Linked DNA regions of Mus musculus: region 2 is linked to region 1. Evidence: chromatin contacts called from public promoter capture Hi-C data. All regions are on one chromosome and are shown on one strand. The core of a region is the stretch at or near the end of the contact, and the rest is flanking DNA. Distances in the headings are between cores, read along the strand shown. Region 1 overlaps Aopep (aminopeptidase O). Region 2 overlaps Aopep (aminopeptidase O).

What was found. Capture Hi-C pulls out chosen DNA fragments and counts their contacts.
Region 2: a contact with region 1 is called in a promoter capture Hi-C map of adipose tissue. The contact joins two enhancer-like sites. A contact is called at or near these places in 5 of 484 Hi-C or Micro-C datasets (Th1 cells, bone marrow-derived macrophages, embryonic fibroblasts and 2 more), 5 of 115 datasets of contacts at active chromatin or transcription factors (cardiomyocytes, embryonic fibroblasts, embryonic stem cells and 2 more) and 3 of 9 other capture datasets (adipose tissue, liver and pancreatic islet).

What each region holds. Positions count from the first base shown.
Region 1 is chr13:63,146,668-63,153,772 of GRCm38.p6, forward strand. The region is part of intron 5 of Aopep (aminopeptidase O); the gene reads left to right. Among named protein-coding and RNA genes, the nearest start is that of Gm30409, 18 kb to the left of the region's middle. Within about 2 kb of position 4,599, at least 37 of the 459 cell types and tissues checked have an H3K27ac peak or open chromatin away from gene starts, as enhancers often do. A contact at or near this core is called in adipose tissue and heart atrium, where this site is marked.
Region 2 is chr13:63,269,673-63,276,777 of GRCm38.p6, forward strand. The region is part of intron 13 of Aopep (aminopeptidase O); the gene reads left to right. Among named protein-coding and RNA genes, the nearest start is that of Gm16907, 24 kb to the right of the region's middle. Within about 2 kb of position 3,134, at least 166 of the 459 cell types and tissues checked have an H3K27ac peak or open chromatin away from gene starts, as enhancers often do. A contact at or near this core is called in adipose tissue and heart atrium, where this site is marked.

The DNA of each region.
Region 1 (7,105 bases), core at 3,349-5,848:
TACTTATGAATCCCCAATGACCGGGCCATCCCCTGTCCCACACAGCCTCCTTGATGCAGACGATCCCTTCCAAATCAAGAACTATTCACTTTGCACGCTGAGATTTCTGAGCAGATAAGAACAACTCCAGCAGGCTAATCCTTTTAACAAAGGTGGTGATGTACACTGTGGCAGATGAATAGTTCTTTACAAGCAACAAAGAACAATCAGTGAATTCATTCATTTAATTCATGATTTTTTCTGTTTATACTTTAAACAAACATGTCAGTTGTTTGCTTAGCTAACAAGCTCTGCCTTCATTATAAGCCATTAGTGGCTAGTAATCATTGAAGCTGTGTTTGGATTTTAGAAACACAATAAGCCTAATTAATTCCACCCTCCGTAATTTGGAACTTGTAGTGACTGACACTGTCTAGGTTGAAATGTATGTCTCTGCCCTCTCTGTGAATCATTTGCAAGTCTTTTCATGGCTCATAAACTAAGGTGCTAGAACTTATGAAAACTAAGATGCCCAAATGCCCACAAAGGATGAGGTGACAAACTTAAACTAGTGCCAGAGGAGGGCCCTCAAAGAGACCTGAATCTCCACTTTCAATGAGGAGAGGAATGTATCTCTCTTTTCTCTATTTCCTCTTTAACTTTATATTTAATTGCTATATTAAAAGTATGTGTGTCCATGAAACTCAGGAAGAAGGAAGACCAAAATGTGGATATTTTGTTCCTTCTTAGAATGGGGAACAAAATACCTATGGAAGGAGTTACGGAGACAAAGTTTGGAGCTAAGATGAAAGGATGGACCATCCAGAGACTGCCCCACCCGGGGATCCATCCCATAAACATCCAGCAAACCCAGACACTATTGCATATGCCAGCAAGATTTTGCTGACAGGACCCTGATATAGCTGTCTCTTATGAGGCTATGCCAGTGCCTGGCAAATACAGAAGTAGATGCTCACAATCATCTATTGGATGGAACACAGGGCCCCTAAAGAAGGAGCTAGAGAAAGTACCCAAGGAGCTAAAGAGGTCGGCAACCCTATAGGAGGAACAACAATATGAACTAACTAGTACCCCCCCCCCCCCCGCCCCAGAAGTGTGTCTCTAGTTGCATATGTAGCAGAGGATGGCCTAGTTGACCATCAATGGGAGGAGAGGCCCTTGGTCTTTTGAAGATCATATGCAGGGAAATGCCAGGGCCAGGAAGTGGGAGTGGGTGGGTTGGGGAGCAGGGTGTGTATGTGTGTAGGGGGAGGGTATAGGGGACTTTCAGGATAGCATTTGAAATGTAAATGAAGAAAATATCCAATAAAAAAAGTCTGTGTATCAAGCATGGGATATGAGGTATCTATACATATGCACTGTGCAATGTTTAAATCAGGTGGGACGTTCTGATAAAAGCACCATCTTCCAGCAATGACCATCATCACCACCACCACCACAACCATCATCATCATCTCCATCATTACCACCACCAGCAACAACACTGCTACCAACTCCCAACTGTCAAGGGATTTCAGAGCATCTTCTCTGTCTTTTTGTGAGTTTCATTTCTGCCAAATTACAGAGCTGACCATCACACCTCCTCCCCAGTAGCTTCCTGCTTCCTGGCAGTGTGACTCTGGCAAAGGGAAACTTGAACTTCCTTTTACCTCAGCATCTTGTGTCCAGAATTCTCTGTCAGACATCAGTGCTTCTTTTGTATTCAGGCGTGTTGCTGTACAGGCTGGCCTTTCTGATTCAAATATGCCTTTGCCAGCCCCTACAGGGCAACTGGGTGCATTTCACACCAGAACTCCCAAAGTCTCAGAGTCTATTGTGTCTTAAGTTTGCATCTACAACTCTCTGGCCATATGTCTGCTATTTGGGGGGAACCCCCTAGCCTATTTTTCTAGATGGAGATCTTAGGGAGGCTTGACTTGTAGATCCAGCGAATCCATTTCAAAGGAAACCATAATCAAGCTGTTCTTATTAAAGGTGGGTCCAGACTGTCCAGACTTGTCTCCTCATGAGGCAGTTTCCAGGCTTCCATGTAATATAACCATAGATAACAGACTCTCGTATGCAGTGTGTTTCATAGTTCAGTTCTTGGCCCACTATTGTATTGCTGTCTCGGGACAAAGCAAAGCATGCATAATTGTGTTAAATAAAGACATGTCCTGTGTCATGGTGGAAGTTCACTTGATTAGCTCTATAGGAACAAACATATTCACTCTTGTTGAGAGGTGAGGAAGTAGAGAGAATTATGTTTTGTCATCTGTGTGCTTCAGTGGATGCTAATTGAAATGTACTTTTCAGGAAAGTTCTCTAGGTCCAGCAGGAAACATACAGCTTTCTGCACCAGTGTAATTAAAGACAGGTCAAGACACACATTGCAAAACAGTCAATATTTGCTTTTATGGTACATTTGGTTGTGTCTCTGAAATACTAGAAACAGAGTGGCCTGTATGCCAATAACAAAAAAAAAAAAAAAAAAAAAAAGGAAAGAAAGAAAGAAGGAAGGAAGGAAGGAAGGAAGGAAGGAAAGAAGGAAAGAAAGAAAGAAAGAAAGAAAGAAAGAAAGAAAGAAAGGAAAGAAGAAAGGAAGGAAGGGAGAGAAGAAAAGAAAAGAAAAGAAAAGAAAAGAAAAGAAAAGAAAGAGAAATATATATCTGCTTTCATCTTTGAGAATCCAGAAACCACTAGCAGCTCATGTTCTTTAAGAAGTTGGGAAACTCAATCAAATACTGATTTTTCCTGCCTTAATTCTTTAGCATTTAAACACAAAATACCCAAATGCAGTTTCATTGAACTTTCAGAAGAGCAAAGACACCCTTGTCTGCTTCTTAAGGAAAGACAGTCTCAGCAAGGTGTATCCAGCCCCCCATAGTGGAGTCTTAACTCTGCATGGGTGGTTGCTTGAGAGGTAAAGTCTAGGCCATAGTCTCTGTGTGTATATGTAGTACTGTTTGGTGGGACAGACATAAAGTGCCTGCCACTCACCAATCCCTTCAGCACCTGAGAAGCTGCTGGTTTGCTGTTGGACACGGCCTTCCAAAGCCAGGTGAGGTGGTCTTGGCACTGGTGTTGGCAGCTACTTATTCTCAGCAACACTGAGCCCAACAACGAAATGACAACACTGTCTCATCCCCAAAGACTCATTTCTTTCCCAGACTCACTAGGAAGCCTCTCTCCTGTCACCAGTGCATCTGCTTTAGAGCCTGACCCTGTCTCCCACAAGCACTGACCACAATCCCTAGTGGGACCTAGGTGTGGGCCATTTAGACAACTTAAGTGTCAAACCTGGGACTATGAGCTTGGAGAGCCGATAACCTTGGCCTAATGTTTTTGTTTTTGTTTTTGTTGTTGTTGTTGTTGTTTGTTTGTTTAGATAGGTTTAATTTGAATTTGTTGTTGTTGTTGTCTTTTTTGACAGTTTCAGTATAGCCCAGTATAACCTTGAACCTTGAGATGATCCTTCTGCTACCGCATCTTAAGTGCTGGTATTCAAGGTGTGTAGCACTATGTTAGTCAGGATTCTGTAGAGAACAAAACCAGTCAAGTTGTGTGCTACTTAGTTTTGCCAACTTCACACAAGCTTAGATCCACCTGGGAGAAGGGACTCTCATCTGAAGAACTGCCTTCATCAGAGTGGCCTGCAGGCTGGTTTGTGGGGCATTTTCTCGACCACTAATTGTAGAGGAGGACTCAACCTGGGCTGCTTGAAAGATCAGTCAAGCAAGCCTGTAAGCAACATTTTTTCTATAGTCTCTGCTTCAGTTCCCACGTTCAGGTTCCTGCCTCCTGACATAGAAGTATGAGATAAATGAAATAAAACCCCTTCTTAGCAAGTCAGTTTTGACCAGTGTGTTATCACAGCAAGGAGAAGCTAACTGGGATAAACTGACTGCTACCACCCCAGCCACCATGCCTGACTGGCTTACTCTGTTTAACATACAGTGTGTTCTTCCCTCCAATGTCTGCTTCCCAGTTTGCCTCTGCTACTTCTAAAGTCTCCTGCTGCTTCTTGCAGCTTAGGAGACTTGCCCCTGCTCTCGGTTCTTGTTGCCTGCCTACCATCTCCTCCCCTTTCTCCTCCTCCATATCCTTGGTTTTCGGTTTTGTTTTTCTGTTTAATTTTGTGTTATCTACTTCCTCCCTCCTTCATTTCCTTATCCCTGGTCCTCCATTTACCCTCATTTTGCTATCTTGACTTCTTTAGCACATTTAGTTTATGATTGTTCCACTCTGCCCCACCCCCACAAATATCCATCTGTAGTTAAAATAGGTGTGTGGCCCTTCCAGGGCCTTTGGAGCCATGTACCAGAAGCTGGCCTCACCTGTTTCTCTAAGGAGAACACAGGGCATAGTTGTAGAGTAGTATCTCTCCCTCTCTTCTTCCCTTCTTCCCGGGAAGACACTAAAGCATTGCTGATCCAAAGGCCTGTTTTATCGGGCCAGTTCTGGCTGTGATGTAGTCACAGGGGACAAAGATCCTAAGGCACGGATGGTGTTTTTATTTCCATGACTCTGCTGATAAAACACTGAGAAACCTGAGGTCATCATACCAGGGGCTTGAGCTGCACAGAAAAGCCAGGAGCCTAGCAGCTACAGCTAAGCCCAGGGAGTCTGGCAGAGTAGACCAGAATGAGCTTCAGTCAGTACTGGGTTGGGCTGCATCGCCTGCTCACTGAGAGCTAGTGACCTTGCTTGCCAACCTGGAGAGCAGAACTCTGTGCACTTTACCTTCAACATCTGTAAATTGAGGCAATAACCACCTTTTCTACGGTTAGGGTAGAGCGAGTGTAGGAGGAGCTCAGTGTGAGGTGTGTCCTTAGTGTGCCAGCAGGGTGTGTCCTTAGGAAAGGGGAGCAGGAAGCCATGCTGGGCTGAGGAAACTGCTGCTCAAGTAGCGCTTGGTTTGATCACCACATGAAAACGCAGCAGGAGAGCCATGTGAGTAACCCCAGTGCTCAGGGGGCAGAGGCAGGAGGATCCCTGGAGCCTAGAGAACCAGTTAGTGAGTCTCAGGTAATGAAAGAGACTGTCTCCAAGTATGAGGTGGACAGCTCCTAAGGAACACCCAGCGTTTCTCTCTGACTTCCACACATGCACACTGTATTGATAAACGGTAAAGCTTGGAGCTCGGGGGCAGTCCTCAGTTCCTCTGCCATTGTCATAGTGGCCATTTGAGCCAATATGCATCCAGATAAATGAATAATTAAATGTACTGGGCTGGTGAGTTACAGCAGGTAAAGTCACTTGCTGGAAGGAGAGGACCTGACTCTGTAAGCTGATACATTGTCTTCTGACCTTCACACTTGTACCATCACACACACACACACACACACACACACACACACACAGAGAGGAGGGTGGGGCAGCAACTAGCAATAACAATAGCCTTTTCTGCTAAACCTATGTTTCCTGAAACACTCGTTGGATGTAACAATTTTCTCTCAAGCTGTTGAGAACTATGTTAAGGGTAGTTTCACAGGCTAGAAGGAGACCCTGGACACATGACACATATGTAGGAGGTGTGCAGTTCAGTCTCCATGTGATCCCCCCAACAACTGGAGCAGGGGCTCTCCCTAAAGCTGTAGCCTTACTGTGGTATCCCTTCCCCAACAGGGCTGCCTTGTCTGGCCTCAATGAGACAAAATCTGCCTAATCTAGCAGAGACTTGATGTTGGGAGGGGGAGCTCAGGGGACCCCACTCTCTCAGAGAAGAAGGGGATGGGATATGGGGGAAGGATTCTGAGAGAGGGGTTTGGAGGGGGCAGCATTTGGGATGTATATCAATCAATAAATAAATATTAAAAAAAGAAAAGGAAAAAAAAAACCTGATCATCTCCCCCACACACTTTTAAGACTCATCTGCTACAGTGCATCACAGATGAGGAAGATGGAAAGTGGCCGTTCCCTGTTGAGTAGTCACAGAGGTAGAGGGGGTAAGAATGGCCAGCATTTCTAGGCCATCCTTTGTGGCCTTTGAGGTGACAGATACATTCCTTACATTAGACCACAGTCAACAAAGAGGGACTGAAGGGTCTGACTCCAGGGACAGGAACTGATGGTAAGTGCACTTATGGGCATTGCTGGGCAGGCAACTTATGGAGGAAGAAGGAAGCAGGTGCGAATTGGGGGGGGGGGGGACGGGACACAGGACTTCCTCTTGAGATTACTCCAACCCAGCCCCCTATGCCCATTTACTGCAGTTGTCCAAACCATGTCAGCTATTAAACCACACCAGAGAAGGTTGCTTTTATGTGATTGACTCTAAGGTCTTTGGAATCATCCAGGTGGATACTAGCGAAAGGAGGGCTCCTTTCTCCTTCCAAGTTCTCTCTTTCTCTAAGCATATTGATGGTGGACGCCATTTGTTGTTGAAATTTAGAAAAATATTAAGTTCACAAGAAATTCAAGCTTGGTAAATATGTCTCCATGACACCTCTGCAAAAGTGTACTTGACCACTCCTCATCCCATCTCCCTCACCTCCAATCCTCACAACTCCCTCCCCACCTTCCACCCAAGACCCAGGATCTGCTGCTCCTGGAAACTCCCAATCTCTCTTTCTGTCCACTCAGCCTGTGGTGACCTGGTGCTGAGGCTTTTGGGCTCAGCTGCTAAATCAATCTCTCTCTCTCTCTCTCTCTCTCTCTCTCTCTCTCTCTCTCTCTCTCTCTCTCTCTCTCCCTCTCTCTCCCTCTCTCTTTCCCTCCCTCTCCCCCTCTCCCCCCCTCTCCCCCTCTCCCCCTCTCTCCCCCTCTCCCCCTCTCCAGCAGGATGGGGCCATGCTGGTCAGGCCTCCCTGGAAAAAAAGCAGAAATAAATCAAACACTAGCTCCTACTTAAGATCTGATGAAATTCTCCATTTCCTTTCCAAATTGAATTCCTCCCTCAGGAAGGGAGCAGCTTCTGGGAGTCACAAAGGCCTCCTTCCTTCTCTGCTGGAGGCATGTTTTAAATTAATGGACACAACACTCTAATCTGGCTGGGTGGGTCGCATTAAGGAGCAGTAGAGGGACAGTTTTCAGGCTGGGCGTGATACAAGCTTCAGGCATCTAGTACACTTGTCCTCTGCAGAGGAGTGGCCAGCCTCCACCATGCTGGGAAAGTGAGGAGCAT
Region 2 (7,105 bases), core at 1,884-4,383, 120 kb after region 1:
TTTTTTTTTTTAAACACATAAGCCTTTGTTGAAGGACCCATCTTTAAACCTTTCCATGGTAGGACACCGCTGTGTGCACATGCTTATATAGTAAGAGGCTTTGCCTTCCCTTCTATCTAGGTCATCTCTTTGCAGGCCTTGGGTAGCATTGTCCCTGGCCACAGAGTGGTTCCTGGGGCAGTGGGGTAGCTTGTGAGCTGCGAGGCACAGTCTTCATTTGCACATGGTGGAGCTGCATTCCTTAAGCTGTCACCAGACTCCCAGGAAGCACCCCTGAAATAGACATGACATTTGCCTGTAATGGCTGTGAAATTAACGGTGTAGGTTTGTAAGTGCAGTGTCTTTGATTTCTCTTTTAAGTTGGACTATTTTCACTTTTCATCATTTAGTTGCTAAGAATAACTGCTAATGGGCCAAGATGGAAACCTTGATCCTACTAGGAGACAATTTACATTATTACTTCAACACTGTGCTGGGTGAGAGCCTGAGGAAAGAAGACCGACATCCCAGGTTTCCCGGGGCTCAGGAATTCCCAGCAGATGCAGTTGACACAGGATAGTTCTTAGCTGGTGAAATAAGAGAGCTGCTGACTGAAATGACTGAGGATAAGACCCAAAAAGCCAGAGTTGTGCCTTGCCATTTAAGACTACTAAGGGCCTTTCCTGCGGAGATTCTGGAGTCCTGCCATAGCAAATACCTGGAAGTGAAGCCCAGAGGGAGTCTGGAAAGGGGAGGTACCTGCCTTAAAGGTGCTGCCTGCCGCTTGTTCCAGTACAACAGTGTGGCTGTGTGAGAAAGGGAGGCAGGCCATTGTGTGCTCACACCTAGAGCCAAACTGGGTCTTCAGACTCACAAATGCAAGTCGTCGCCTCTACTTTGGAACGTCAGGTTTTGCCTTAGCCCCAGTTCCCTGGTCTGTGTCAGTGCAGGAGCTGTGCTGCCGGGATGGCCGGCAGGTTCCAGAGGCGGGGCCAGGTGACCTGATACCCGAAGGTGTATCTGTTTGAGGTGCTCCCACTTTCGGATGTTCCACATCACAGCCGCCTCCTCCTCTAGCAGGATCATTGGCTTCTACTTTTTGTCCTTCACTCCGCGTAGCACTTAAACAGGATGACTGAGAGATGCAGGTAGCCTGATGGTTGGGGTTGGAGGGCAGAGGGAAAGGAGGAGAGAGAGAGAGTGAGAGAGAGAGTGAGAGAGCAAGAGGAGAGCGAGAGTGAGAGAGAGTGTGTTAGTTCAATCTCCAACAGACTTTTGCTTTTAAAATCAAACCCTGAGCATTGGCGCAAGGCTGCTTAAAGTCAACCTTTACAGGAACATTTTGGGGAGTTCTGTAGAGCTTCTCGCCCTGTCTCTTTGTTGTGTATTTATATTGCTTGCTTTTTCAAAATGAAAACTACTTTGAGAAATTATGATTTGTAATGATTCTTGTTATTTAAAATATTAACATTTTTAATAAAGAAAAGCGCTCTCTTGCACAAAAGGAGACCTATCTAGCCAAAACTTTGATTTCTAAATTTGACTGAAGAATTTGGAAAAGATAAGTCTGGGGGAACTATTTTTCTCTAAAGGGGAGGTCTCCCTGACCGTTGTTCACTGTTGATTTGACCTAGAAAGCAGGTGTTTGGAAGTCCCTTCTGTATTTTTATGTACCAGGCTCCTGGTTTTTTGTATTAAAGCTTTGAGCTGAGATAGATACGCTGATTTTGGTTTGCATTTGTCTTAACGATTTATTTATACTGTTTAATCTAGAAATTACTTGTATTTTGGATTTTTTTTTTGGTCTGTTTGCTTGTATCTTTTAAAAAGACTTAAAATGGTTGCTACAGTTAAGCTTTAAATTGTGCTTAGCTGCTAAACAAAAATGGTGTTTTGCAAGAAAACAAAATGCTGTATTAATTTTCCATAGTCTTGGGCTATGGATCCCTCATCTGAAACTGGAATATATCCTAGTGAAAGCCTAGAATAAGACGGAAACCGTAACTAACTAAAATTTTTACATTTTAAAGTCTATTGTGGGCCAGGTCACACTGAAAGACTTGTATAACGTATTTGTTCTGGGTTGTTTAGAGTCAAGGTTTTTATTTCTTCCTCCCAGACAGTAGTTCATTGCCTGAAACTTAAAAATAAAATAAAAACGCTTCTTACAAATTTACCCTGTAAGCTTCCCGACAGTTCTAAATGGGCGAAGATGACTTGGATCAAACCAGGACTGGCAGGTAGCATGTGATGCTGTTTTTTTTCTAAGCATTTTTTAAGGGTATGGTTCTAGTCCCTGAAATTCCACTCAGCATCTAAAACTGGAGTGGAATTTTAATACTTAAAATTGTAAATGGGATTCTGCCCGATGCATTTTGCTTGTTTGGAGGAAACCCTTATCGTTTTGTTTGCGTCATATCTTCAAATGCCCGCTTCACCATTCTGGTAAACAACTGTGCGTGCAATGATAATCAGGTTTGAAGAAGCAGTGCTAGGGACGGTGGCGAATGAAGTGATTCTGTTGTTGGAATCGATCTTCCCTCGTGACCAGAATGCCAGTGGTATGTCCTGGGAGTGTTCTTCATCAGAGCTGGTGGCAAACCCAGGAAACTTATTTCTGGCGCCCCTTTCCCCTTCCTCTTTCAGGTAACTAACTGTTCCTAATGATTTGGTGTGAGAGGTTGGCAGTCGCCCCCACCCCCCACTCCTAATTAGCAATTATGCAGATTGTTTACCAGAAACCGGCTGGGCAGCTTTTTCTTCTTCTGCCCTCCCTCCTAGACCTACACGCTGCTTCCAGGTGACCCAGGAATGTTTTGCTCCGCGGGAAAAATCAGATTGTTTTTCATCCCGGTTCTAACTGGAAAGATCTTCAAGGAAGTGTTCATGGGACCCAGTGTAATGAGGGGGCCTCACTTTAGTGAATTGGAAGGAAAGTGCCATGCTAAGCCCGCCTTTGTTCTCATTTGAATCACAGGCTGTACTGGGACTGGTCTGTATGTTGAGTAAGTGCGGGGTGGGAGGCGAACGCCTAATTTGTGGAATTGCGGGGGGCGGGGATGTTAGGGCGGGGCGGCCTTGTGGATTGGCTAGAGCAGAGAGGGCGGGGCGAGCGGCCCTTATCAGCCTACGCCGGCAGGTGCAGGTCCCAGGTCAAGGTAAGGAGGCCACGGCTCCCTTGTCTGCCCCTGCACCCTGTCCGGGACTTTGCTGCTTTGTTCTCCCTTGCTGAGGGCGTTTCTACTCAGAGTGCGTTCCAGGGCTTTGGGATGAGGGCGTTTCTACTTGGAGTGCATTCCAGGGCTTCGGGATTATAGTTCCTGGCAGGTCCTGGAGAAAAGATCCGCAGAGACACCCTGCCCTGCAGCAGGGAGAGCTTGAAGGACACTCACTCCAGCAGGAAAACAGCAACGCGCGGTGGCTGGCTCTGGCTTTGTCTGGGAATGTTCAACAGGTTAAGTTGAGGTTCTAGACAGCTGCACGTTCAGGCTCTGCTCAGATGGGAACCCAGAGCAGAGAGCAGAGGCCGCACTCTCCCCTGACTTTGACGGCATTTGTTTGCATCGCCCTGCAGTGCACAGTGTGTTCGTTGTATTTCTGCCTCGGCCGGCCGTGATTATTCCTCCTCGCAAAGGTCTGAATTAAGAAGCTAAGCTGGAAATGAGCGGGGCAAGTGGTTCTCAGCTTGTGGCGTTAAAGTGAGTGATTTCTGGGTCTCCTCACGTTGAGGGACCTGTAGCCACTTTTTTTTTTTCAGGTTAGTTTGAGTTTTATTTGTTTCCATTTTATAATTGAACATATTTAGGGGGTGGACTATGGTGTATTGATTCATGCATTGTGTAAACTAGAGTCTTGCCTGGCTTTGGAATAATGACCGTTTTAGTTGGCGTGTTAACAGCAAAGCGATGGTTGGGAACGGGAATATGTGCTGTGGTGCCTTGTTTTTTTTTTTTTTTTTTTTTTTTGAAAAGTTTCTCTTTTTAAAAATTCAGTTATGTAATTTAATTACGTAGGAAAATTTTCTCTTAAGATGGAAACCTAGCTTCATTTCTTCCTCTTAAAAAAATCAACTATTGGTAGGTTCCAAGATAATTCATACAGTTCCAATTGGATCTGAGGAAGAAGGAAGGTCTCTACGGCATTTTCTACTAGAGATGAAATAATCAGAACACTTAGAATGCATTATCATTTCAACAAAACAAGTCTGGACTTTTCTAAATGGACCCATTGTACCTATGCAAAGCGAGATACAAACTGGCCAGAAGTTGAGCAGGTTTATTTTTGTGAAATTTTTAGCAGTGACTTGATGCCTTTGTGATGTTAGGCAGCAGCTGTCCTGGGGTCACTAGCGTCCATGCCAGTTCCTGAGGAAGAAGCTGAATAGACTCAGACCCACACCTTGCAAGGGACTGTGCATTCCACAGCTACACAAAGGCTTCCTGGCTGCATCCAGCCTAGAGCTCACAATAGACCTCAGACCTGAGCACCTTGGGGCCAGTCTTAGGCTTCCTGTACTGGGGTGGCTTCTGTACTTTTGCCAGTGCTTGGTCACTCTGTGAGGAGCATGGCTTTGGATAGGGAGACTTGGTCAGGCTCCTGTCCCTAATGCTGCTTGCACATCTGCAGACATCAGCTTCTCCTGTACACCATATGCGGGTCCAATACAGCCTCCATCCCCTTTAGGTTTGAAAAACACGAATACTCGGCCTAAAAGTCCAAAGCTGCTTTGTTGTTTTTTTTTTTTTTTTCCCCAGAAGTTGTTTGTTTCTTTCCCTTGCATGAATATTCTTGAATTTTTCTGAGTTGATCCAGGGCATAAAACACCCACACTAGGAATCCCAGAGTGTCAAAGACGAGGCCAAACATGACTCTCCTGCCTTACACAACTTAGATTACTCTATAAAGTGAGACTGCCACACTGGGTAGCAGTTGGACAGTGGTACCTAGCAAGCATTTTATTCAATAACAACCACGTGCTTTATTTTTCCAGCAGTAATTCATGTAGTAAGACTTGGCCCCCTCTTCTAACACCCTGCTGTTTGTCTATAGTTGTGGTTGACTGTACGTATAATGATACAAAAGAAACCAACTTGCAAATTGTAGACATATGCCAGAATCTGTGGGTAGTTTAGATTCGGTACGAAAGACAGAAGAACGTTAGGGGGAAAAAAATCTGGCCAGAAGGACATTTATGTTGTACAGTTCTTTCTGTGAAGAAGAAAGGCCAGAGCCAGGGGTGAGGGGACATTGTTTTTTTGACTTCAGATGAACAGCTAAGAGTAAATTTCATTTCGAAACTGTTTCAAAATGATTGTACCCACACCTGAGTATGTGAGGAGAACCACTCTGAGCAGTGACTTCTCTGGGCTTCCGTTGCCTTTCTCATTCCTCTCGTTATGAGCATGTTTTTGTGGCTTTGTTTTTTACACTGAATTTTAATACTTGTTAGCAAATTTAACATGGAGGCCAGGCATGCTGGTCCTCATACAGTAGTCCAGTTTCTTCATCGGTGGACCCTCATCTTCACTGAGCCTGGTCCACTGCATCGGAGACATCGGAGCCGCCGCATACAGTGCTGATAAAACCTTTTAGGTCAGAACATTTGAAATTTGAGTTCTTTGAATTTGTTCTACTGTAGAGCAAATCTTCTGTTCTGAACACTTGCCTGCAGCTCTGTACATCTGCTCTTGATAGATTCTTTCACACCATTAAATTGTTTATTGATGGCTCTTCTTGCAGACGTTGTCACCCTGTTACTCCATCTTGCCGTGTTGGACACTGAATTCTTTTTAATGATTTAACTATGAAATCTGGGAGTAGGTGGGCACATGAAACAGATGTAGTTTCAGTCATTCTCATGACGAACTTTAAAATAAGAGTTGTGTTTGAGCGTGCTCTGTCCTGTTTAAACTTGAGGATTCTAGCTTTTGTGATACAACTTTGAAGATGGTGTTTTCTGTAGGAGGTGGGCTATTCTGCACGTTAGCACTCATTCAGAGGATGCATAGCTTCCAGAGTAATTGAAGCTCTTGTTCATGAATATGAGGACCTCAATTCTTTCAGCTTTGCAGGAGGCAGAGTTAACTGCACCAAAATCAGCCACGAAGGATCTCATGTCTACTTAGTTATTTACTAAACAGCACATTTGTACCCCGTGGCTACACAGGTTATCTCACTTTGACATAGTAATGTGGGAAGATAGAGAAATATAAGAAAAATTTCTGGGCTTGAGTGAATTTATAGTTAACTATATTTTTCCCATGGAGAAAAAAAAAAGAGACAGTATTTGATAATTTTCTTAAAATGACAGCTTTGCATGTATCTATAAGCATTTGGAAAACAGTATTCTTCCATGTTTAAACTTTTTCTTCCATTATTATGTGTGCACGCATAATGTCTGTGTGGACACTGTGCCATGTGTCTCCCATGTGGATCTGTAGATTGAACCTGTTTAGCAATCTTGCACAGCAAACACCTCCTTGCACAGAAGCACGTTTTCTATTTAACAAGATATCACCGACCTATGGGTGAAAGTACTGAAGCCAGCGAATACTGTTCCTGGTCATGAACATAGCGATTTTGCTGTGTGCCCTATAGGGGAGCCGCTCATGGCTGGTCCTGCATTTTAGAAGCTGCTGGTTGCCTTCTCAGCACTTCATTCACAGATGCAGCCCGAACTACATAAGGTCTACTATATTCCTTCAGTCATTCATCAGGAGTAAGAAAATATTTCAGACTGAGGTGTAGGAAGTAAAAAAGGAAAGGGTGTGTGGATCACTCAAAACTGACTGTAACTTCCTTCTAGGTCTTTAGAAATTTATTTACTTGTCATGGAAATGCGACTTGGTAGAATACTTGCCTAGCATGTATGCGTGTACACGGAATGGGCACACACACATACACATACATGAACACATGCACACACACACAAATGCACACACACACACACACCTGAGCCAGCACACTCCTTGCATGGTGGCACATGCTTATCATTTCAGAACCCCAGAAGTGAAAGTAGGGGCATCAGAAGTCACTGTTCCCTACCTTTGTTACACGGGCAGCTTCAAGCTAGCCTTGGCTGCATGAGAACCTGTCTCAAAAAGAAGAAAGAAGTATTTTACCCAAA